Regions from separate parts of the Mus musculus genome. Here regions 1, 2, 3, 4, 5 and 6 are each linked to region 7. Evidence: chromatin contacts called from public HiCAR-type, Micro-C, capture Hi-C and promoter capture Hi-C data. All regions are on one chromosome and are shown on one strand. The core of a region is the stretch at or near the end of the contact, and the rest is flanking DNA. Distances in the headings are between cores, read along the strand shown. Region 1 holds the start of Usp34 (ubiquitin specific peptidase 34). Region 2 holds the start of Fam161a (family with sequence similarity 161, member A). Region 3 holds the start of Cep68 (centrosomal protein 68). Region 4 holds the start of Lgalsl (lectin, galactoside binding-like). Region 5 holds the start of Papolg (poly(A) polymerase gamma). Region 6 holds the start of Aftph (aftiphilin). Region 7 holds the start of Otx1 (orthodenticle homeobox 1).

What was found. Promoter capture Hi-C pulls out the DNA fragments that hold promoters and counts their contacts. A called contact is a pair of places that touch in the nucleus more often than the background predicts. HiCAR-type assays count read pairs that join an accessible place to other places. Capture Hi-C pulls out chosen DNA fragments and counts their contacts.
Region 1: a contact with region 7 is called in a Micro-C map of embryonic stem cells, with 5 times the contacts expected there. The contact joins the promoter of Usp34 here to the promoter of Otx1 in region 7. A contact is called at or near these places in 1 of 484 Hi-C or Micro-C datasets (embryonic stem cells) and 2 of 115 datasets of contacts at active chromatin or transcription factors (astrocytes and large pre-B cells).
Region 2: a promoter capture Hi-C map of liver shows a contact between it and region 7, with 5 times the contacts expected there. The contact joins the promoter of Fam161a here to the promoter of Otx1 in region 7. A contact is called at or near these places in 1 of 39 promoter capture datasets (hippocampal neurons), 1 of 115 datasets of contacts at active chromatin or transcription factors (embryonic forebrain) and 1 of 9 other capture datasets (liver).
Region 3: a promoter capture Hi-C map of cranial neural crest shows a contact between it and region 7. The contact joins the promoter of Cep68 here to the promoter of Otx1 in region 7. A contact is called at or near these places in 2 of 39 promoter capture datasets (cranial neural crest and pre-B cells).
Region 4: a capture Hi-C map of embryonic stem cells shows a contact between it and region 7, with 3 times the contacts expected there. The contact joins the promoter of Lgalsl here to the promoter of Otx1 in region 7. A contact is called at or near these places in 2 of 39 promoter capture datasets (HPC-7-derived erythroid cells and liver) and 1 of 9 other capture datasets (embryonic stem cells).
Region 5: a contact with region 7 is called in a promoter capture Hi-C map of liver, with 2.9 times the contacts expected there. The contact joins the promoter of Papolg here to the promoter of Otx1 in region 7. A contact is called at or near these places in 2 of 39 promoter capture datasets (both in liver).
Region 6: a contact with region 7 is called in a HiCAR-type map of astrocytes, with 4 times the contacts expected there. The contact joins the promoter of Aftph here to the promoter of Otx1 in region 7. A contact is called at or near these places in 2 of 39 promoter capture datasets (cranial neural crest and liver) and 1 of 115 datasets of contacts at active chromatin or transcription factors (astrocytes).

The regions. Positions count from the first base shown.
Region 1 is chr11:23,305,476-23,308,293 of GRCm38.p6, forward strand. Usp34 (ubiquitin specific peptidase 34) reads left to right here and starts at 1,420. Exons shown (of 80, transcript NM_001190401.2): 1 at 1,420-1,541. The coding sequence starts at 1,499.
Region 2 is chr11:23,006,921-23,009,733 of GRCm38.p6, forward strand. It overlaps Fam161a (family with sequence similarity 161, member A), which reads left to right and starts at 1,427. Exons shown (of 5, transcript NM_001363283.1): 1 at 1,427-1,706.
Region 3 is chr11:20,247,692-20,250,691 of GRCm38.p6, forward strand. It overlaps Cep68 (centrosomal protein 68), which reads right to left and starts at 1,733. Exons shown (of 7, transcript NM_172260.3): 1 at 1,616-1,733.
Region 4 is chr11:20,829,570-20,832,417 of GRCm38.p6, forward strand. Lgalsl (lectin, galactoside binding-like) reads right to left here and starts at 1,539. Exons shown (of 5, transcript NM_173752.4): 1 at 1,405-1,539; 2 at 707-778; 3 at 469-557. The coding sequence starts at 1,440.
Region 5 is chr11:23,893,854-23,896,789 of GRCm38.p6, forward strand. It overlaps Papolg (poly(A) polymerase gamma), which reads right to left and starts at 1,417. Exons shown (of 22, transcript NM_172555.2): 1 at 1,169-1,417. The coding sequence starts at 1,185. Gm12061 (a long non-coding RNA gene) reads left to right here and starts at 399. Exons shown (of 4, transcript XR_872317.3): 1 at 399-592; 2 at 910-1,007.
Region 6 is chr11:20,740,274-20,743,240 of GRCm38.p6, forward strand. It overlaps Aftph (aftiphilin), which reads right to left and starts at 1,283. Exons shown (of 10, transcript NM_001290545.1): 1 at 1,033-1,283. It overlaps Gm46272 (predicted gene, 46272), which reads left to right and starts at 359. Exons shown (of 1, transcript NR_168691.1): 1 at 359-2,967.
Region 7 is chr11:22,000,211-22,003,057 of GRCm38.p6, forward strand. Otx1 (orthodenticle homeobox 1) reads right to left here and starts at 1,441. Exons shown (of 5, transcript NM_011023.3): 1 at 1,338-1,441; 2 at 912-979. Gm32517 (a long non-coding RNA gene) reads left to right here. Exons shown (of 3, transcript XR_003949861.1): 3 at 224-374.

The sequences.
Region 1 (2,818 bases), core at 170-2,669, 1.3 Mb after region 7:
AGAAGAGGGCATCAGATCTCATTACGGGTGGTTGTGAGCCACCATGTGGTTGCTGGGATTTGAACTTCGGACCTTCGAAAGAGCAGTCGGGTGCTCTTACCCACTGAGCCATCTCACCAGCCCGAGCTTCTAGTTCTTAATGCAATACCAAACTTAAGTTGGGTGTCCCTTTCACTTGTTTTCCACTCCTGGCTCCATTTCTTTTGGCACTGGGCAAATGGGGTTATAAAAGTCGCTCAGGCTGCCTTCGAACTCGGAGCAACCCTCCTGCCTGCATTTAGGAAGTACTGTCGTAAACCATCACGCCAGGCTTCGTTCCTCACGGTACTAGCTCTCGCTGTCTCTCTCTGATGAAAAAGCCTAATAGAGCGTTTCCGATGAAGAATGAATGGGTAGACACACACGTTGTAAGACCTCGTGCGTAAAAACGAGGTGTCACGGTTTCTCAACCGCGCCATTTCTAGTCCTGTCAAGGTGTTTCACTGCTGAGGATCCATGAGCCTCACAGAACCGCACGGCTGAGATAAACAGGGATTCAGGTTAAGACGCGCCCTGGGCTGTTCCATTCTCCCGAAGCCAGGTGGGGAGCGAGCCGCGGCGTTGCCAGCATCTGCTGACCCGCGGCCGTCTCCACCCTCAAAGTACCCGAAGGACAGGCAAACTTCACCGCTTCCCCTCGGGGGTGCGGGAGATCAGGAGGCGCCGCGCCGCGGCAGGGGACGGGGCGGGCCATCCGTCGCGGCTCCGGCCGAGTCTCCCGGAGCGCGGAGCCCGTAGGGGCGGGAGAGGCCGCGTACCCGCGACCCGCCCGCAGCCTCCGCCATCTTCCACTCACCCGCCTCCCCCCGCGGCGGCGGGCGGCGCGCTCCCCTTCCGGCCGCTGACAGAGATCCGGCTGGGCGGGGAGGGCGAGCGCGCACAGGGGGTGGACCGAGGGCGGGGAGGCCGGACGGAAGAGGAAAGGGAGGGCGGCCAGCGGCTCCGGCAGGGCGTGCGGCGTGTGTGCGGAGAGAGGCGGAGGGCGGGGGCAGCGAGGAGGGCGGAGGAATGAGTGCGCGAGGCGCCTCTCTTCGGCTCCTTCGCCTGGGCGGAAAGAGCCGAGCGCAGCCCGAGCGCTCCATTAAAATGGCGGCGGCGGCGGCGGTGGCCGCGGCGTCTGGTCGGTGGTGAAGTGACTCTGCTGCTTCTCTCCCCACCCACCCCTCCCTCTCCCCTCCCCCGTCCTTCCCCCTTCCCCCGCCGCCGGCGCCTAGGCGCCCCTGAGGCCTGCGCTCCCCTCGCCCCCCTCCTCGCCCCCGCCCGCTCCCGCTCCCGGGCCCGCCGGCCCCCTCCCCCACCCGCGGCTCCCCGCCCCGTCCTCGCCGCCGCCGCCCGCCCTCGTCGCTTCCCCGCCCCGCCGGCAGGCCGGCCCCCTCCCCTGCCTCCGTCCCCTCCCCCCCGCCGGTCGGGATCAGTCAGCGCGATCCTAAGCGGGGGAGGGGGGGGCGGCGGCCGAACGATGTGCGAGAACTGCGCAGACCTGGTGGAGGTGTTAAATGAAAGTAAGTCGCCGGGTAGGGGACCCGTCGGGGTGCACGGTTTGGGGGTCCCTGGGCTGTGCTCTCCCGCCTTGCCTGCCTTCCCGGCCTGCGGGCTGCGGCGACCGGGCCGGCCCGGCGTACGGGCCTGTGTGCCCGGGAAGGTGCGTGGTGGCGGCGGCCGTCGCGGCGCCTCGGGCCCAGGCCGCCGGGTTACCTGGGCGCCCGAGAGGCCGCGGCGCAGCCCCGGCCGGGTCCGGCTTGGGCGGTCTCGGAAAGTTTCCTCATTACAGGTGTCAATTAATGAAGGCACTAATGAGCCCTTCCGCCCCTTTCCCCCTTCGAGGAAGGTGTGGGGAGGTGGGGTCGGAGGACTAGGCTTTGCTCTGCAGTCCGAGCCTCAGGGCCGCCCTCTTTGATTTCCAGCGTGCTGGGGAGGCCTCGCTTACCTGCTAATTTTCGTTAAAGTCCGTGGGAGAAGGGTGGTGATTTTTCCATCCCTTGAGGGTGTGTGGGTGTATTCAATCCATCTGCCAGCCCTTAAATAGCAGAAATTGAACTGCAATAGTGATGATTGGAACCGTCTTACCTTAATTAAAAATAAAGGTGATAGTATTTCTTTAGTACCATTCGTCGTTTAAGTAGTAAAGTCTATTATAAGGAGATCTCTACCAACGACAACCACCCCGAGTTAGTCATGGTCTGTCTCTGAAAATGAGAGGCCTTACTCCTTATTCTTTATTATTGTATTACATATTTTATTTTTGGCCTTGCAAGATTGCATTTCTGCTTAAGAAACAGGGAATATTGCACGTCAGCCACTTGTGGGCCCAGAGGTGGTTTAGATGAAAAGATAATTTACACAAACTTGATTTGTGACAAATATTCATTTGAGGTATTGGAATTTATATTCAGTGTGATATTTTGACAGATTTCGAAACTACTTATTCCTTTTAATTCATTCATTTAAAAAGTCTATTTGTAGATTGTAATTCCCTTTTGGTTGCTTAATTTTTACTTTATTATGTGCTTGAGTTTCACTTTAATGGCTAAAAGGTTTATAATTTATTTTCAGCTATGTATTTAGTTCCTGACAGATTAAAGTAGGTGTTTTGTATATATTCAAACTACATTTTCCCATATCTGTGTCATCCTACATTTTCCTAGTATTTTATAAGGTTATTCCTATTTTGACATAAATTTCATTCTTGGTAGAAGTGATATGGTAAACATAGTTCCTTAGTACTTATTTCAGTAAAACATTTTGTATCTTAGAAATACATTGATGATTGTGACTCTCT
Region 2 (2,813 bases), core at 177-2,676, 1.0 Mb after region 7:
CTCCAAGTCAGAAATCCGCTGGCCTCGGCCTCTGCCTCCCAAGTGCTAAGATTAAAGGCATACGCCACCACTGGCTGGCCTGCAAAAGCACTTTAATGGTGCCATTTTCTTTCAGATCTACCTTTTTTTTAAAAGCTGTGTTAATAGATATCTGCAAATTTAGAATACTGTCAGCCGAAACTTTCCTATTCTATGTACACACTGATGTCCTTCATATCCATTATTTACTATTTCATGTTCCTAAAACCATCCCACTTACAGGGCTTCAGTCTGTCAATAGGTCTTGTTTACACCAAGTCCCATCACAGAACTAGTTGCATGTGGCTGGCAGAAAGTCACTATTCTCTCATTCAGATGGCTATGGATCCCTCCCCACATCTAGCTTTTCAGAACCAACCAGTATCCATCATCAGTTCCGTTGGAAAAGGCAAGCTCAACCGTTTTGAAACAGGAGGCAGGGAAGGTAAGGTGATAGGTGCTTCGCAGAGGGGAACAAGGAAGGGGTGGTAACAACTGCGTCAGAAACAGGTTCTGTGGAAGGTGTGCCGCATAACGTGGAAAGTACTGGAACCTTAGGGTGGGGACAGGGGCGCTAGCTGGGGTTCTAAGTAAAGTGTTATGCTGCAGGTGGCTGAGAGTTCACTGAAAAAGCATCCAAAGTGGCCAAAAACCTGAGGCCGATCAGGAGGTTGGCAGGGCTGAGCTGGGAGGGTGTGGTCCTTGTAGGCTCTCGCCCCCTCTAATCTGCCGCTAAGCTAGCTGCAGAACCGCTAGACAAGCTACCACATCTCACTCACTGGTCTGAGTGACAGACACTTCCTATGTCTAGTGTCTTACTGGTCAGTCGAGAAAAAAGAGGGTGGGACAAATAAGTATTCTCCTTCTGATTGGTCAACCCGCTGGTTCTTGTCAATTAGAGATGAACTGGGTTCTCCGCCATGTTGAATAGCGCGCTGCAAAGCCTGTTCTTTTCTTGGGATGGTCACCCAACACCCGGTCCTTCCTGTCCCTCTGTGCCCTAATATGTTGATCCAGCTAGTTAAAACGCGCTTTCTGCTTTAAGTCCGTATACCGCGAGAAGTTCTCGTTTAGGTAGTTAGACAGAAATAAAGCTAGAAACCAGAGAAAAGCTCAGTCCCTTGCCGGAGACCTGGGTGTCATTCAAGTGAATCAGTAATTGTTCCGGCGCTGGTGAGACTCCCATTGAGCAATTAGCTTGAAGATTGCGTTTTACTTTAGCTTGCTGTGGTAGTCGTTTGTGTAGCTTCAGACAGTTATGCTTCTAGAAACCGCAGGCTTGTATCAGAAACCATCATTAGACACTAGCTGGACTCGGGGTTCGCATTTGTGACAGTGAAAAAGGACGTTGCGTGCGTTATGGTCCGTCGCCACCTCCTGTAGCGTCCCTAGTAACCGAGCCCCTAGTAACCGCTCGCCCCAAGCCAGGATCTGTGAGCTAGGTGGCAGCGCCTGCACGCCGCCCTGGGCGGGCGCGGGCGCTTGGGCTTGGAGGCGGGGCGATGGCTTCGCCGCACCAGGAGGCCAGACTGGCGGCAGCCAGCCTTCTCCTGTCTGCAAATCCCATCACCGGAGCAAGGGTCGCCCAGTACGAAAGCGAAGACTCCTTAGAGTCCTTGGTAGCAGCGGGGTTGGCGGCGGCCATGGAGGAGGAGGAACAGAAGAAAGTGTGGCAGATGCGGGCGTCGGTAATGTGAGAGCCCGGAGGGGTCTGAGGGCTGTCCGATCGTCTCGGGCAGGACGGGTGGAAATGCGGTGTCCTCTGTAGACCCTCCCTGCTCTCTGCCCCAACTAAAGGTTGCTGCAAAACTTTATTGGAGAGTGGTTTTTTTATAGCTATTTCTAGAGTATGCAAAGAACAGAACTCTACTTCCTATTTATTCTCCAGTATATCTTGGGAATAAATAATTTTTTAGTTCTGATTTTTACATTTATTTTTGCCCCCCCCCCCCCCGAAGACAACTGATGTGCCCATAGTTTTCATAAAAGATCAACTTTCAGATGATAAGTTGTACTGACAAGTGTGTTTTATCAGTTTTTGTTAGGAGTGGATTTTAGCAGTCCATTAGCAAACCGTGTTTGAAGTTCAGTGGACAGATGCTCCAGATGTAGAGAAGCATCCAGATAAACAAACCGCCGAAATCCCAGTTCCCTAAAGGGATGATATGGGTGCAGTGAGATCTTTTCACAAAACATTTTCAGTATTATGTCCTGGATGTGTTATATGTTTCTAGCAGAAGGATATATATGGAGGAGGAGATTATACACACACACACATAATCTCTACCTCTGGAAAAGCAACCAGTACTTATAACCACTAAGCCATCTCTCCAGCAATGCTTTTATTCTTTAAAAATTTCATACAGTATATTTTGAATGTAACCACCCCCTCTCCTTCATCTGTTCTATTCATTTTGTGTGTTTGTTTTTAGATTTATGTGTATGAATGTGTGCCTTGGGAGTTACTGAGAGTTGTGAGCTACCATATGGATGCTGGGAATCAAGCCCAGGTCCCCTGCAAGAGCAGCAAGTGCTCTTAACAGTTAAAACATCTTAGCATCCTTTTAAATTTTTGTTTGTTTTCTGAGACATAGCCTGGCTGTTCTGGAACTCACTCTGTGTAGTCCAGGCTGGCCTCAAACACACAGAGCTCTGCCTACCTCTGCTTCCTGAGTTTAAAGGTGTGTAATAAAAACGCCCAGCTTTTATTCACTTTAAAAGCCGGGAACCTTGGACTTAAACCAGCACTCTGCTGGGATAAAGCACCAGGACGGGCACTCGCTCCCTCGACACCC
Region 3 (3,000 bases), core at 483-2,982, 1.8 Mb before region 7:
TGCACATAACTGCTAAGCGAGCTCTCCAGCCCCTATATGAAATGTTCAAAAAATTAAAATTTTTAAGAAATTTCAACTTTGTGGTCATGTGGGTGGATAGTGGTGGTGTAGTGGTACTGCCCTGACAGAGGGGTGGGCAGTGGTGGCCCAAGGCCTGGTACATATTTTCAGAGCCTCTTCCTGCCACAACAGGGTAAGGACTTTAAAAGCATAAATCTAAGAATACTCTCTGGGGTCAGAGCAGCAATCACAAAAGGTTTGAGGGATGGCCTCAAGACAGAAAGACAGACACCAGAAGAAGCAAGAGTTATACAGATATTTGGTAGTGGTACCTGGGTGGGTGGGTGGGTGGGGCATCTTAAGACAGGTCTCTGTGTTTATATAGCTCAGTCTCAGAGATCCACCTGCCTCTCTCTCCCGAGTGCTCTGGTAGGTCTAAGTATTTCTTCTTATCTTAGGTATTTTATAAACCTTGGAATTGGCACTATTACTCTTCCTAGCCATGTTTTTTTGTCCTGTCGTGCTGGGGCCTAAATTCCACTTTATAGATGAGAGAACTAAGGCACACGTGAATTTATCCTGAATTAGTAGTATGAAAGGGACTAAAGTCTGAATTGATTCAGAGAGCCCAGCTGCTTCCTTAACCTGTAAAAATAATCCAACAACTTAAAGGCTTTTAAAAGTTCCGGTTCCCTCAACGTTGGGCTTCACTTGTTCTTGTTTTCTTTTGGTTTCCTTCCCTTACAGACCTTTCATCCTGTTAGGGGGCGGGGAAACCACTTCATTGCCAACCCAGGCCCATATGGGCTGCCCAGAGAAGGGTATGTTTTTCAGTTGTGGGGGTAGGGAAAAAGTTTTTAAAAGCTTCTGTGATGATGTGAAGCTGGGTTCCCTTACACCCACTGTTCCTAAGTGATCCAGAATTTAACCCAGTCCGCTGGAGAGAACTAGGTGAGTAGTGGCTTGTATTTGAACCAAGCCCAAAGCAAAAAGTGTCGCAAGCTGTATACCAGACTACCTCTTTCCTTGTCTCGGACCCCATCAATTCCCAGTAAGGTCTACTCTGCTCGGGCACTGGGAGTTTTTAGCTTTTATTATTATTTTTTTAATTTTTAATTGAATAAAACATGGTAATTATAAAATTACTAAGTTTGGGGCATGTGCTCCCGGGCTGCTGAGACTGGCTAACAGGTGACAGATGACAAGGGTAGATCTTAGAGATAAAAAGTGCGCCGCTTTGCTTTCCTCCTCCGGATGCGTTCACTGGGCCATGGAAGCAGCAGCCGTCCAGACGCGAGCGGCTGTGGCTGTGACCCGCCGGTTCTCCGCGACCAAGGTCGACGCGCGCACAGCTGCATGGGGCTGCCAGAGGTGCGGCCCCACGCGCTCTGCAGGCCGCGCTGGCCCTCCACAGCCTGCCCCTCCGCTCGCCTCCACCCGGCACGGTCCGCAAGATGGAGGCGAACGCGCGAGGCGCCCCCATCGCGGCCAGCCTTTGTGCCCTCCAGGCCGCGGGCCTCCCCCAGGGTCCCCCACGCGGAGCCCCGGGCACGAGGGGAATGCCCCGACTCGAGTCTTGGCGCCGCGACACTCGAGCCGGCCACAGCCTTTTTACCTCACTCCACACCGCCGCACGTCCCGAGCGACCCGCGTAGCTGGGCCAGGGTCCCAGGCGGCGACGACGGGGCCTCCCGCGGGCGCCCGCACTCCTGGGGAGGGAGGGCCAGGCGCCCGCCACGCCCTCCGCCCTTGCCGCTTCTCCGCGGAGGACGCCCCATGAAGCAACCAATCCAAACTCTCCGTTCGGATGCTTCACCAATCCACAGCTCGTATCTGCCATGGGAACCCGCCCCCTGCAGGACCCTGGCCTATGGGTGGCCGGAGCTTCTTTCTCCGCTGTCCGGACGCGCGTGCCAGCTGGGTGTTCGCGGTCCTGGCGTCCACGCAGGCCCACGCGGATAGCAAGGCGCGCTCTCCGCGGATCGAAGGCTTGCGGTGTTTGGGTCGACGTGCTCTCCGCGGCTGGGAGGGTGGTTCCAGGCTTGGTGCTCCCCTTTTGCGTTGTGTGGAACCCCCAGGGCATGTCCGAATCTGGGCATCGGGCAGAAGTTGGGCGAGGGGACCAGGTGTGGGTCGAGCTCCCTCCCTCCCCCCACCCCCGGCCCCTCGCCACCGTCCTGAGACTCTGAGGCTCAGGAGGCCCAGCCTGTCTCACCAGTAGTGGGAGAAGGGACTTCCACAGTGTTCTGGGCCTGTGAAGTTTAGAGAAGGAGCTGGACTGATCTTAACACGACAGAGACTTAATCCAACCTAAGACCACAAACTTAACTGCCAGGCTGGCCTGCCTGGCCATAGTGCTCCTTCTGCCTCGGCTTCCCCAGTGCAGGGAGTACAGGCAAACCCTATCATGCCCAGCTTTTTATTTGGCTTTGTTTTGTGTGTGTGTGTGTGTGTGTGTGTGTGTGTGTGTGTGTGTGTGGAGAGAGAGAGAGAGAGAGAGAGAGAGAGAGAGAGAGAGAGAGAGAGAGAGTGAGTGTAAATTTCATCGTATCCCAGGCTGAATTTGAACTCCTGATTTTGTCCCAGTCTTCCCCATACTGGGTGTTTTAAAGTAAAAGTGTATTGTTATATGCAAGGCCTTGAATTCTCTCTTCAACCCAGAAGGAAAAAGTTAAAAAGGAATTCAGAACCGAAATGTGTCAAATAGGTAGGTAGCATTTACCAGCGTGTATCCAGTTACTTGTTTAAAGGAAAAAATAAATAAAGGACGTATGAAGTCATTTAGCAGTAAATATGGTAATGCGATTGAGCACCTGGATGGTCTCAACCAGATGTGTTCTGTACTCTTCTTTGACTTTGGCCCAGCGGCCTTCTCTAAGTGTTCTTGCTCAGTTGGAAGGGCGTCCTGAAACACAGAAGCCCAGGAACCACACTGCTCTAAGAGGAAGCCTCCTAACTGAGGTGTTGCAGCTCCCAGGGGGAGGGTATCCCCAGCTCAGC
Region 4 (2,848 bases), core at 289-2,788, 1.2 Mb before region 7:
GACACTAAGGATTACACTCAAACCAATAGATTTTGTTACCTAAAGTAGGCTCTGGTGAAAACTCCAGTGGAACTGAAAATAATTACAACTGAAGACTTCAAATGCCTCAGGCCACCCTTGCATTAATCCATCTCAGAGTTCTCAAAAACAGCCACAGAACTTGACAAGGGAAACATCTTGTAAGTTTGGTTCTTATTTATTCTAACAGGTTTGGTTACGACTACCGTGTTTCAAAACCATAAAAAAAGAAGTCTTTTGGCCTTCTCAAGGGTCAAAGATTAACTGTAGGCCTATTTTTATCATCACTGATATAAATAGCTATCTGCAGAGATGATGGCTAGGATTGATACACATTCTTTTCATGGGAACATGGTACTTTCTTGGCACTCCTAACTAGTGACACTGTGCAAGTAGGGTAAGGGGAGGAGGCAGCCGCGGGACTCAGCAATGGCAGGGCTCTGCCCTTACCTTTCGGGGTTGAGATCTACGATGCCCATCACTAATACCTTCTTGCCTGGTCTCATGCCACCTTTAATGTGCCCACAAAATGGAACTATCTGCAAAGGAAGAGGGGAGAGACAGGATGTTTATGGGCTGTTAGAGACGAGCCAAACCCTCAGCCCTGAGAATCAGACCCATTAGAAAGCAAGGAAATGCACCAGAGGGGAAAAGGATAAAGGCAGAGACACGGAGCACATTGATTTACCAGTCGTGGGAAGTACACGTCGGCTTGAACTGGAGAACCCAAGGAGTTGTTTAAGTGCCCATCATCAAGTTTCTAAAAATAGAAGCACACAGATTGGCTTTCCACAGACCCTTGTTTATTAGGGAGTGAATGGAAGGATGAGGAATCAACACAAATCTGTAGTGATCCAGCAGCCCTCCACAGACACACATACATATGATGCCTCTTTATAGCCCATTAAATAACCGCGAAACAAAACCCGGCCTTTCCATCCGGTCTAAGCCTCTGATGATCCCCAGGCTCTTGAGACCGGATCAAATTCAAGGTCGCGGCCCACCCGGGAAGCAAAGCCCGTGTAGGTGGGCGGCAGGCCCCTCTCCAAGCACAAACGCTCCCGGAGTCTCTGCCCCCTGGCCTGTCCTCGGGGACGTGGCTGGAGTGCAGCGGCAGCGCTCGGCTTCTCTCCGGAGCCCCCGGCGCGGGACCGTTTCCAAAGGGGTAAATCCCGGACGCCGGGACCGCGGCCCCACACTAACCCACGTGCACGCACACGCGCCCAGCGCGCACCTGGCCGGCGCCCTCCTGCCCCGCGCCCGGGGCCCCCCGAGCTCGCACCCCGCGGCGGCTGACAGGTACCGCGCTTCCCGCGGCACCGCGGGTCCGTAGTCCTTGCCCCGGCCCTCTGAGCTACCCGCCTCGCGGGAGGCCGCTGCACTCACCACCACGGCGTCGCTGTCGGCCACCGACCCCGCCATGTTCCTGCAGCGAGCGCCGGGGACGCGGCGGCGGGCGCGGGTCCGAGCCGGGCGCGCGCACACACGGGCGCGCGTGCACGCCCCAGGCTGGCGCGGCCGCAGGCCCGGGAGGGGGAAGGGAGGCGGGCGGCGCGGAGATCGCGGCGGCGAGGGGATGACGGTGGCGAGGGCCGCAGTGCGTTGGCCTGGGGTGGCATTTAAAGGCGGCAGGGCTCGGCTCGGGAACCGAGAACCGGGAACAGGGCGGGGACGGGGCCCGGGAGCCGCGGCTTGCTAAGCGTGCCCTGCCCTACGGCCATTGGACCACGGCTGAAGGCCGGAGGGCGGTGGCCTGTCGGCGGGAAGGTGGGTGGGGCTGGGGAAAGGGGTGAAGGGAGGGCCCAGGTGGGCCAGGTGACAGGTGCTGGGGACACTCCTGGTCGGTACCCTACTCACTCACCTCCTTCCGCATCCTGGGGGACTGTGGGGGTGGATCAGGAGTGAGGTCGAGAGAAGGTGGAGGACTCCAAAGAGGAAGACCTGGTATGGCTTCTTTCAGAGAATTCCAACCTAGTGGGAGGAAAGATAGTTGCACTGTTTGGAGGAGAAGGAGAATGGAGGTCCAAGGCTTGTACATATTTGACCCTAAATAAAGAAGCAGCCAGGACTCTAGGGGGACAGTTTGCTGAGCGCCGACCAACCCTCTGTTCCCAGGGAAGCGCAGGCTAGTGTCGGGGTCCCGGAAGCATTCTTCAGCAGGTGCCCGGCCAAGCCGCAACTTGAAGTGGACACAGTTTCTGTCCTTAGCTATTTTACGTCACTTGCTTAGTTTGGGGTAATGGAGTCTCCAGTCCTTCTTTGTGTAATACTTCCTAGGGAATACACTCCTCTTTCACGCTAAGGCTCAGACTCCTGTAATGGTATCCTGACACTAGCATAATTATGTAACTTCTCAGATAAGGCTGTATCAACATACTCTCTATTAGGTGACATACTCGGCTTGCCCAATGCACTGTGTGAATCACCACACTAATAAGCAAGGAGCTTGAGCAAGTGAGCTGCTACAGTCCCAGAGGGGCCCTTTGGGGGACCTGGCGTCTCTGCAGCTTTTGTGTCCCTTTATGGACCAGTGCTAATCATGGTAATCTCTGTGGGACAGGGAACATGCCTGTAATCCACAGTCGGAGCCTTTGTGGAAGTGGTTCTCAGAATTAGAGACTGAAGAGTTGTCATTGTGGCTCCCATTTTGCTCCTGTTTACTCATCTGAGCTTGAGAATCACACCTATTAATTATTCTAACATACTAGGCAATTACAAGAAACTTGATATTTTAAAGTCATACTTTGATTCTCTGAATTTCTAAGAGTCAGCATAGGGAAAAAATCATTGAATTATTTGCTATTAGCTAAGCGTGGTACAATATATCATG
Region 5 (2,936 bases), core at 167-2,666, 1.9 Mb after region 7:
TGAATTTCACTTACAAGGAAAAAAAAAAAAAACCTTACAGAAATGTTACTGAAGGTACAAAGATAGGTAAATAGAATTCTCACTGACATTCTATAAAAAACTTTTAAATAGCTCAAAATAGTCACTAAAAGTACTACACTGGGCTATGTTTATAAACGGAATACATTAGTTAATAAAAAATAACTAATAATGAAAATATTAACATAGCAAAAGGTCAGAGAGATCATGTTCTAAAGAACCAGTCTACAGAGTAGTAACTGATAATAAATACCCTATAAACAGTTTAAAACAGGTACACAGTTTTTATGGATACAGGGATAGGTACTATCAACATTAAAAATGCAGTAACAAGAAACACCAAACTCAGTGCTCTGGGGCCTTGGAAGAGCGTCGTGAATGCAATCAGAGAAAGGATAGGCGAGTCTTCAGATGTATTGGAATGCTCGACTTCTTTTCAAGAAAGAAAGGTTAAAGAGCTAAGAACACACCCCATGTTAGTCTTAGGGAAAAATGGGTGGTGGCTACACAAATGGTGTTTTGTATTTCTGTGCATTTTTCTGTACGTTGAAATTATTTCCGGATAAAGTGAAAGGTAAGAAATTCTAATAAATTCTTGACAAGTACAGAAACTGCTTCCGACTTATCAAAGTGTGAGCAGGGGATAGATACAGCCCGGTAGATATTGTGGGTCGGTGGGAAGGAACGGGGTAGAGGGTTTAGCCTTTCTCATGGAGCAACCGCAAACCTAGGGGCTCCGCTAGGTCAGTCCCTCTCCGAAAGACCTGAAAGATAGCGGGTCCGGCCGGGAGGAGGGGAGGCAGGGGGATGGTATTTGCGCCAATGCAGACAGAATAGACGGGCTCAGACACGGCTGGGGCAGGAGAGTGACCGACCGTTTTTTCTCCTCAGCCACACGCGCCTTTCCCCCTCATCCTGGTCTGGGGGCGTCCTCAGAGGCGGGCGGCGGGGGGCTGACGGCGACTCCCGAATCCCCGCCGGGCGGCCAGGTGAGTCCCGGGTAGGGGAGATGCCCTTGCGGAGTGGAGGGCAGCGGAAAGCAGAGGTCCCGGCCGGCTGCGCAGGGTGCCAGGCGCAGGGGCTGGAAGCCGGGGCTGCCCACCTCAGCGCACCTCTCTCCACCTCGCCCTCAACCGCCGCCCCCACTTACGCAGACATCTCTTTCATCGCTTCCTGCGTCTCTCTCCAGCGAGTGTCTTTCGCTTTGGGGTCCTGTTCTTGCCCTCTCTTCCTTCCTCTGTCCAATTCCCTTCGCTCGCTTGTAGCTCGCTCACTTCCCCACTCTCTACAGCCGAGGCATTCAACCGAGTAGTGAAAACACCACAAAACCGGCTCTATTTATGACAATACAGCGCGGCCACCGCCAATATGGCGCTACTTCCCAGGCTGCCTCTCGCCTTCCGCGGCTCCGCCCTGCAGCCCTGGGCCCGCCCTCGGGCACACCCCCACCCAGCCTTGAGTTCCCGGGACCCGCCCACCTCAGCGGACTTGCAGCAAAAGCATCTGTCAGAGTGTCAGGTCTCCCTGGTCTGTGGGATTGTCAATTCAGGCAAACCTCTGGGAAGGTTATTTGTCAATTTCCCCTTGTTTCTGCAATAAAAGCATCTAGAAAAAAAACCACCGCTTTCCCTAACACCATTTTAACTCTTCCGTTATCCCACATCTTAAAGTCATAGACTTAATAAGTACACATTGAGAAGATTTTTGTCACCGAGGGTCACACCCAAGAAGGTGCGACTTTAACACAACCAATCCAGGGAAGAAAGCTTATAAATAAATCAGCTTAACTTGTATTCTTTTCCCTCGGAGTACCACCTCCAAGTCCCAATTTATGACTTTGTGGCATTTAGCTGAGATGTTGAACATAATTGCTACTAGTTAGCCGTAAGATAAACCCAAGGATTTCCACCGCTCTGCCCCCAAACCTCACATTTTCAAATAGTGAAAATCATGTTCTGTGTGATTATGACGGTGAAAATGAGGGAGAAAATGACCAATGTTTAAATGTTAAAGGATAAAAGTAATTTCAAACCCTGTCTTTTTCTCCCAAGAGTCAAGCACGGTTGTTTGGGGAATGAGACTCAGTCACGGGAAAGGAGGTTACTTTCTGAATTATTCATTTATTCACTCAAAGTATTTATTGAAAATCTGGTCTGTCAGTTTGTTTATGCTCCATGTTTGATGCATAAAAGCAGGTCTGTGGTTTGACCTGAGCAAGTTCAGAGTTTTCCCATCAAAAGGTGGAGAAAAACTTCAAATATGAGTGATATTCTGCTGCTGCAGAAGTATGTATTACACACTGTAGGAACTAGATTCGTATCCTCAAGAGTTTATTGCGAGTGGATGAGAAAATATATATATACACTATTTAAATACAGATGGGGTCCAGTTGTCATTGGGGGACCAAAAGAGGACCATCTAAACATGGAGGAAAGTCACTAATAGCTTCCTAAAAGAGAGGATTCTGTATATTAGCAGGATTTGGGAGTACAGATTTTGGTAGGTTATGAGAAGACAAAATGGAGCTCAGGAGGTCGCTAGACTGGGATTTGATTCGAAGCAGACCCACCTTTGTTATTTGCTAGCTTTGTGACTTCTAGAACTTTAAAATAAAGTTTACGTTAACCTTGAACTTTTTCTTTAAGAAAAAAATGTAAAGTACACTTACTTTAGCCTGCAGGGAGTCAGAGGATGACTTCTAGAGTCTGTTCTGTTCTCCCTTTTCACCATTTCAGTCGCTGGGATCAAAATTGATTCCTCAGACTTGGCAGCAAACAGCTTTATCCACTGAGCCTTATTCACAGTCCCAATTTTAAACGTTAAAAATACTTTGATATGCGTATCTAATAAGAACACTTTGCTACACAACCATAATATTACTGTGCTCAGGCACCGTTGCCCTAGTATCAGGAGGAGGA
Region 6 (2,967 bases), core at 33-2,532, 1.3 Mb before region 7:
TTAGAAACTTATAAAATATGGTAAACTAGGCTGCTTATATCAACGCATTAGAGTTGAAGCAGAGTTCCCCCTAGAGTTTAGTATATATTTCTCTAATAGTTCAACAAATGTAAAATCTGATTTGAACCTTTCCAAAGTTCCTATCCCCACCACTATCCCCCCCCCGCAAAAAAAACACCTCGTGAAAGATATTTATGCCCTGAAGTTTGAGTAAAGTTTTACTTCTTTTAGTAAGAACTCTGAAACAGAACCAACGCTCCTTTGACGCTCCCTGCCCCCTCCCCGTTAATATTTACATGTATGAGTCAGTTCTTTCCTCAACCGCAACAGATTCAGATTCAGAGGGACATCACGCTATAACTTGAATAAACCAACAAGGTGGGGGCGGTAGGAAGCACAACTAGTCTCCGTTTCCAAAGGGAAAAAGAACCCACCACCGTTCACCCTCTGTCCCCGGCAGCACCTGCCACGTCGGGAGCTTAAAGAATAATGGCTCAACTTTCGGACGCAAGGAGGGAGAAGACACAGATAATTTCCTGAGGAGTGCCTAAAAGGTCCTCTCCGCAAGGGACACAGCTCTGGGCCGTCTCTGTCCGTTGGAGCATTCAGAGACCCTTCGAGGCGGCACAGTCCTGCAGCAGCCGGCCTCGGGCCTCCGCGAGGCAGACAGTGTTTACACCTGTCACGAGGGAGGTGGGAGCAGGAGGACGCCGGAGCGGAGCCCCAAACTTCTACACAGCGGCCGGGAGGGAACCCCGGCGCGCAGCTCGGGGCGGGTGGACGGCGAGAGGCAGGGCGGGCCACGGCGGCCGGGAGGGCACGGCTGGCTCTCCTCGGCCGAGCCTGGGATGCCGAGCGCCGTGCCACTCGGCTTCGGGCGCTGCCAGCGGCGTTCCGCACCCGCGGAGAAGAGCAGAGCCCGCGCCGGAGCTCGCAGGCCCGCACGCGGGCCGACGCGGGCAGGCGCTCCAGGCCGGGGCGACTAGCCGGGCCGGGTCCTCCGCACCCCGGGAGCGCGGCGGCAGCACTCACCTGGCTCGTCCCGGGCGGCCGCGATGGGCATGGCTCGGCGGCCCGGGGAGGAACTGGCTCCCCGGGGAAGGACCGGTTACTCGGACGCTGAGCTGGTGAGGGCGGAAGGGGAGCTGTTCCCAGCCCTGTCAGCGGCGCGGCGCCATGGACGCCCACCCGGAGTTTCAGCGCTGCCGCGGGACCCCCATCCCACTACCCTCCGCCCTCTTCCGCCGCCGCCGCCGCCTCCGCCTCCTCCTCCTCCGCGGAGACCCCCGCCCACTCCACACACTCTCCCATCATGCAGCGGGGAACCGCTGCTGTCCATACGTCACTTCCGGGCGCAGGTGGCTAGGTCGGGGCCGGGCGCTGGTGGGTGCCGGGGTGGGGGAGGACACTCCAGGGGAATTAGTGTCACAGACTTCTTACTTCTGCGCAGGCGCCGTCGTGTGGAACGACGTTCGCCATTTTGGTTGCGGGCAAACGGTCTTTTTTCCGTACTCACTGAAGTGTGGGCTGGGGACGTCCTCCCTCCCCTCCCGACCCTCTGAGGCAGCGCTCCGGGCCACAGACCTGAGCTTCTCTCCGCCCAGTACTTTCCCGATGAGCCGGGGAGAGGGTTAAGTTCCGCCTTGGAATAAAACTGCAGACGTATGGAAATACGGAACCAGATCTCTGCTGAAAAACCGGCTGGACAACATTCAGCAGCTTGTCCTTTTTGCCCGGAATAAAAGACTTTCATTCCCTTCCCTTTTTATGTAAGCCAACAAAAGAGGAAGCTGTTATTTAACAAACGAGAAGTGATTGTCCTACTTAAGACGAGAAGTCAGCAGGCAAACTAACAAATGGTCTTCTACAAAAATCAGTCCAGAATTGTGTTGGTGTTTGGAGAAGATGATCATTTTCATACATCTTTCCAATCAACTTGTGCATTTGAGCGATTCTATACAATAGAGGTCATAAGAGGTTTTTGTTTCCATCGGTTCCTGAGCAATTGGTCTTTTTTTAATAACATCTCCCCGTCCTTTATTATGACTCTGTTAGAAACCATTCCACTGTAAAACTCAGACAAAGCTGCAGGATTTTTATTCCTGTCTCAGACGGTGAACCCTGGACTCTACCCTACAAACCCTGAGCCCTGCCGGGTTCTCTTTCTGCCCACGCTGAATTATTTAAAATAGTTCCCAAACCGCAAAGCTCAGCAGTAACCGAAAGGAACAAGGACTGAAAACACCCGTCATCTCAGAGAACTGTCTAGCCCTTTGACTGGAGGAATTACACACGTTGAAAAAGATAAGGACAATAGCAATTCATCATGGTTTATCCTGCCTCTGCAATGTTCTAGACAAATTAACTTGAAGAACTAAAATAGACCCTCATTTGTCTCCTCACAATTCAGTCATTGCAAGATAACAGAGACTGCATTGCTGCTTTGTGGTTATGCTGAATATTTTTGTTATTGGCCAGTCACTGAAGTGAGAAAAATCTATATGGCTTGTCAAATTTATTCCTTTTGTATTTCGCCCCCTGCTGGTGTAGCTCGTGTGCAAATTAAAAAAAAAAAGTATGTCACTGTAAAACATGTTTATTGTCTGAGAATGAAAGTAAAAAAAAATGCGTGTAAAACTGAAAATTAATTTATTTCAGACAAACATATGTTTGTTTTCACTTGATAAATCTACCAAATAAGTACTGACTAAGATCCGAAGGAAACGTTTGAATGATGATTTTCAAATAATTTAAACCAATCAAAAATGTTTAATATAGTGATTCTAAACATTAAAAGGAAACCGTGCAGTTTGGGAAAGTATCTTCCCGATTTCACAAATTATATGATTACCAAATGATTATCTTTGTTAGGTAAGTGAAGAGGCTAACTCTGTTTACTTAATTTTTTTTTTTTTAAATCCATGGAAGCTGAGTAGCTATTTGTTCAAATGACTTGGGAGCACAATC
Region 7 (2,847 bases), core at 191-2,690:
CCAGGGTAGATGCGGCCCAGGCCAGGCTAAGGCGGCAAGAAGACGCCAAAGGCACCACAGTAGAAGTGGCAGTTTCAGGATGCCGCCCAAGGTCAGGGGTACCTCCGAGGCGGTCACCCCTCTTCCTTTGCTCGCACAGGCGGGCCTTCTTTCTACCAAGTCTGCTAAGCACACCGAGTCCCACCAGAATTTGATGGCCAACCCAGCGCCCCAAACATTCTAGGGATTTTGGAAGGCCTAGCGTGCCAGGTCGCGTCGCATCGGCCGTCCTATATGAACCCGATGGAGAGCAAGGAACTAGGCCTCAGGTTGTAAAGCTCACGCACAGCCGACCGGGAGGGCGAGGCTCGGCGCAGACACTCTGAGCCCACGCAGCTCTGCTCCAGCAAAAGAAGGGGTTCTGGGAGTATGACTGGGACCGGCGGGGGGCTTGAAGCTACATCCCAGGACCCAAGGGTAGGAGATTCCGGGGAGAAAGGGAGGTAAAACTAAAGCAGCTCCCCCATCCCAACTCCTTTCCCCGCCTCAGCCCTGGGGGACCCTCAGCCTAGACTAAGGGGGTGGGGGGAGGTCAGCGAGCACATAAGGCGGAAAGGAAGGATTCAAAGAGCTTGGGCCGAAGGGCCACAGGCCTGCAGCCTCCGCGGCTAAGCCCGGCTGCGGTGTGAGTTTTCGAGTACTTTCGTCTAACTTAGCAGCCCAGTTCCGCAGCTTCGGAGGAGGCGGGGGAGGGGGCGGCCGGCTCCCGAGCGGCCTGGGGTCCCCAGGGCAGCCAAGGGGCGCCCGGCCTCTCACTCCAACCCCGCCCACCTGCCCCGGACAGAGGTAGCGGGGGTCGATTAGAGGACGGGGAGACGAGAGGGGCCACCATCGTCCCGGGGTGGCGCGCGGCCCGGCGACTCCCTCCTTACCTGCCCTCCGCAGTCGCGGCTTTTCACCATCTACCTCTCGCCTTCACCGAGACTCGCCGGCAGCCAACCTGCAAAACGGAGGCGCACAGGTATTACCCCGGAGACGGCGGGACCCTAGGCTTTCCTCTTCCCTCAACTTCCCTCTTCCCGTCTCCTGCATTTTTTCTAGGAGCTCTGTGCGTGTACCTCCAGGTTTCACTTTATTGCTCAAACACTTTGTTGCAAAGTCCCACATGCTTTTCCTCTCAAGACCTGGCCTCGCCCGGGACCCGGGGGGTGGGGTGGGTGAGTAGGGGGTGTTCGAGGGACAGAGTTAGGAGGTGGCTTGCGCTGGCAGCTGCACTCTCTCGGAGCAAGCCGGAGGCGGTAGGGACTGGAGAAATCCTGCATAGTCACTTGGCAAACTAAATAAATCAAGCAATTTACCTTGTCGGAGTGGCTTGTCTTGCTCGGTTGTTTAGGTGATTGGAAATGTAGCCTGATGAAGATTGATCACCTTTCTACTGCCCTCCCCGGGTATGTGAACGCGAGGCGAGTGCGTAACGGGGCTCGGCCTCCAATAGGGGGCCTAGAGCGGACTGAGTGACAGGGAGCTGGGCAATGGCGAGCCCGGGTTACCTCCGCGCGCCCCCGCCCTCCCTCGCCCCCACCTCCTCCCTCCCCGCGCGCCGGCCCCGCCCCGGTCGCGCGCTAACTCTGGGTCTAGGTTGGCAAATTCCGCTCAGAACGAGTTGAGGAGGGCGAAGGCTGCGCCGGAGTTGCTGGCACAGAGGGGGCCCCGGGTCCCAAGGCTCGCCCGAGGGCCCCCGCCCTCCCCTTGCCCGGGCCGCGCTCCGGAGGAGTGGCGTCAAGCTGCTGGATAACCGGTTCCTGCTCGCGCGCGCGCGCCGCCAGGCTCTGCCGCACTGTGGGAGCCAGGCTTCCCAGGCCGAGGACTCGGGGCGTGCTGGCCCCTGGCACTCCTTGATGCTCCCTGGGGCCCCAGCAACTCCTCCTCCGCTCCCCCACAACCAGCGGTCGCCGCCGGCGCGGGCTGCTGAGCGGAGCCGGGAGTGGGGGTGCAGCTCTCGGCGCGCAGGGCGCCCTGCGGCGACCCGGGACTCTTGCGCCCAGAAAGAGCACCGGCAGGGGAGGCGCCGCCAATTCCCAGCTGCACAGCGTTTCCAGGGGCTCCCAGGCAGTCTCACCAAAGGTGTTCGCAAGTCCTAAAAGCTTCTTCGGAACCGTTGGAACTCAAATCTCCTTACATTCTCTCTCTCTCTCTCTCTCTCTCTCTCTCTCTCTCTCTCTCTCTCTCTCTCTCTCTCATGGATTTGATAGAAAACTTTCTTTTTCACAATCTGTCAGTCTTTCCAGATCTCCACCTACAACGAACAGTCTGGTGGAAAATGTGGCTACACACCCCGATCCCTCTCACTTCATTTTCTACACCTTACTGGAGGAGCCTCCTCGAAACAATTTCCCCGGATTGTTCTTACTGGCAGACCCCAGTTTCCAGCCGAATAAACTTGCTGAGATCGTCTTCTTGTGTGTACTTTTCAAAGCGAGAGGGAAGAGTATTTTCGGCCCAACCCCGAACAAGGCAATATTTTTACATGGCATCTCCTACTGAATACTAGGGACCACACTTACACTCTTTCCTAGTTCTTTTTCCTCATCTTCTGCCGTTCTCACCCCAACAGGCGGGCGAAAAGTTTGAACCACAGTATGTGCGTGGGTGAGTTCGGCAGCCGCCGAGAGCAAGGTAGAGCGGAGCACCGCGATGCCCAGGCCGCGCGGTCCGCTGTGGTCGCTGACCGGGTGCGGGGCGACCAGAAGGAAGGGGGGAGCCCGCTGAGTGAAAAGGGCCGCGACTGCCGCTCATCAAAGTGCTTCTCCCCTCCCCCACGCGACACTTTTCTTTGGAGTCCGAATAAAATACGGTAACAGAATATGA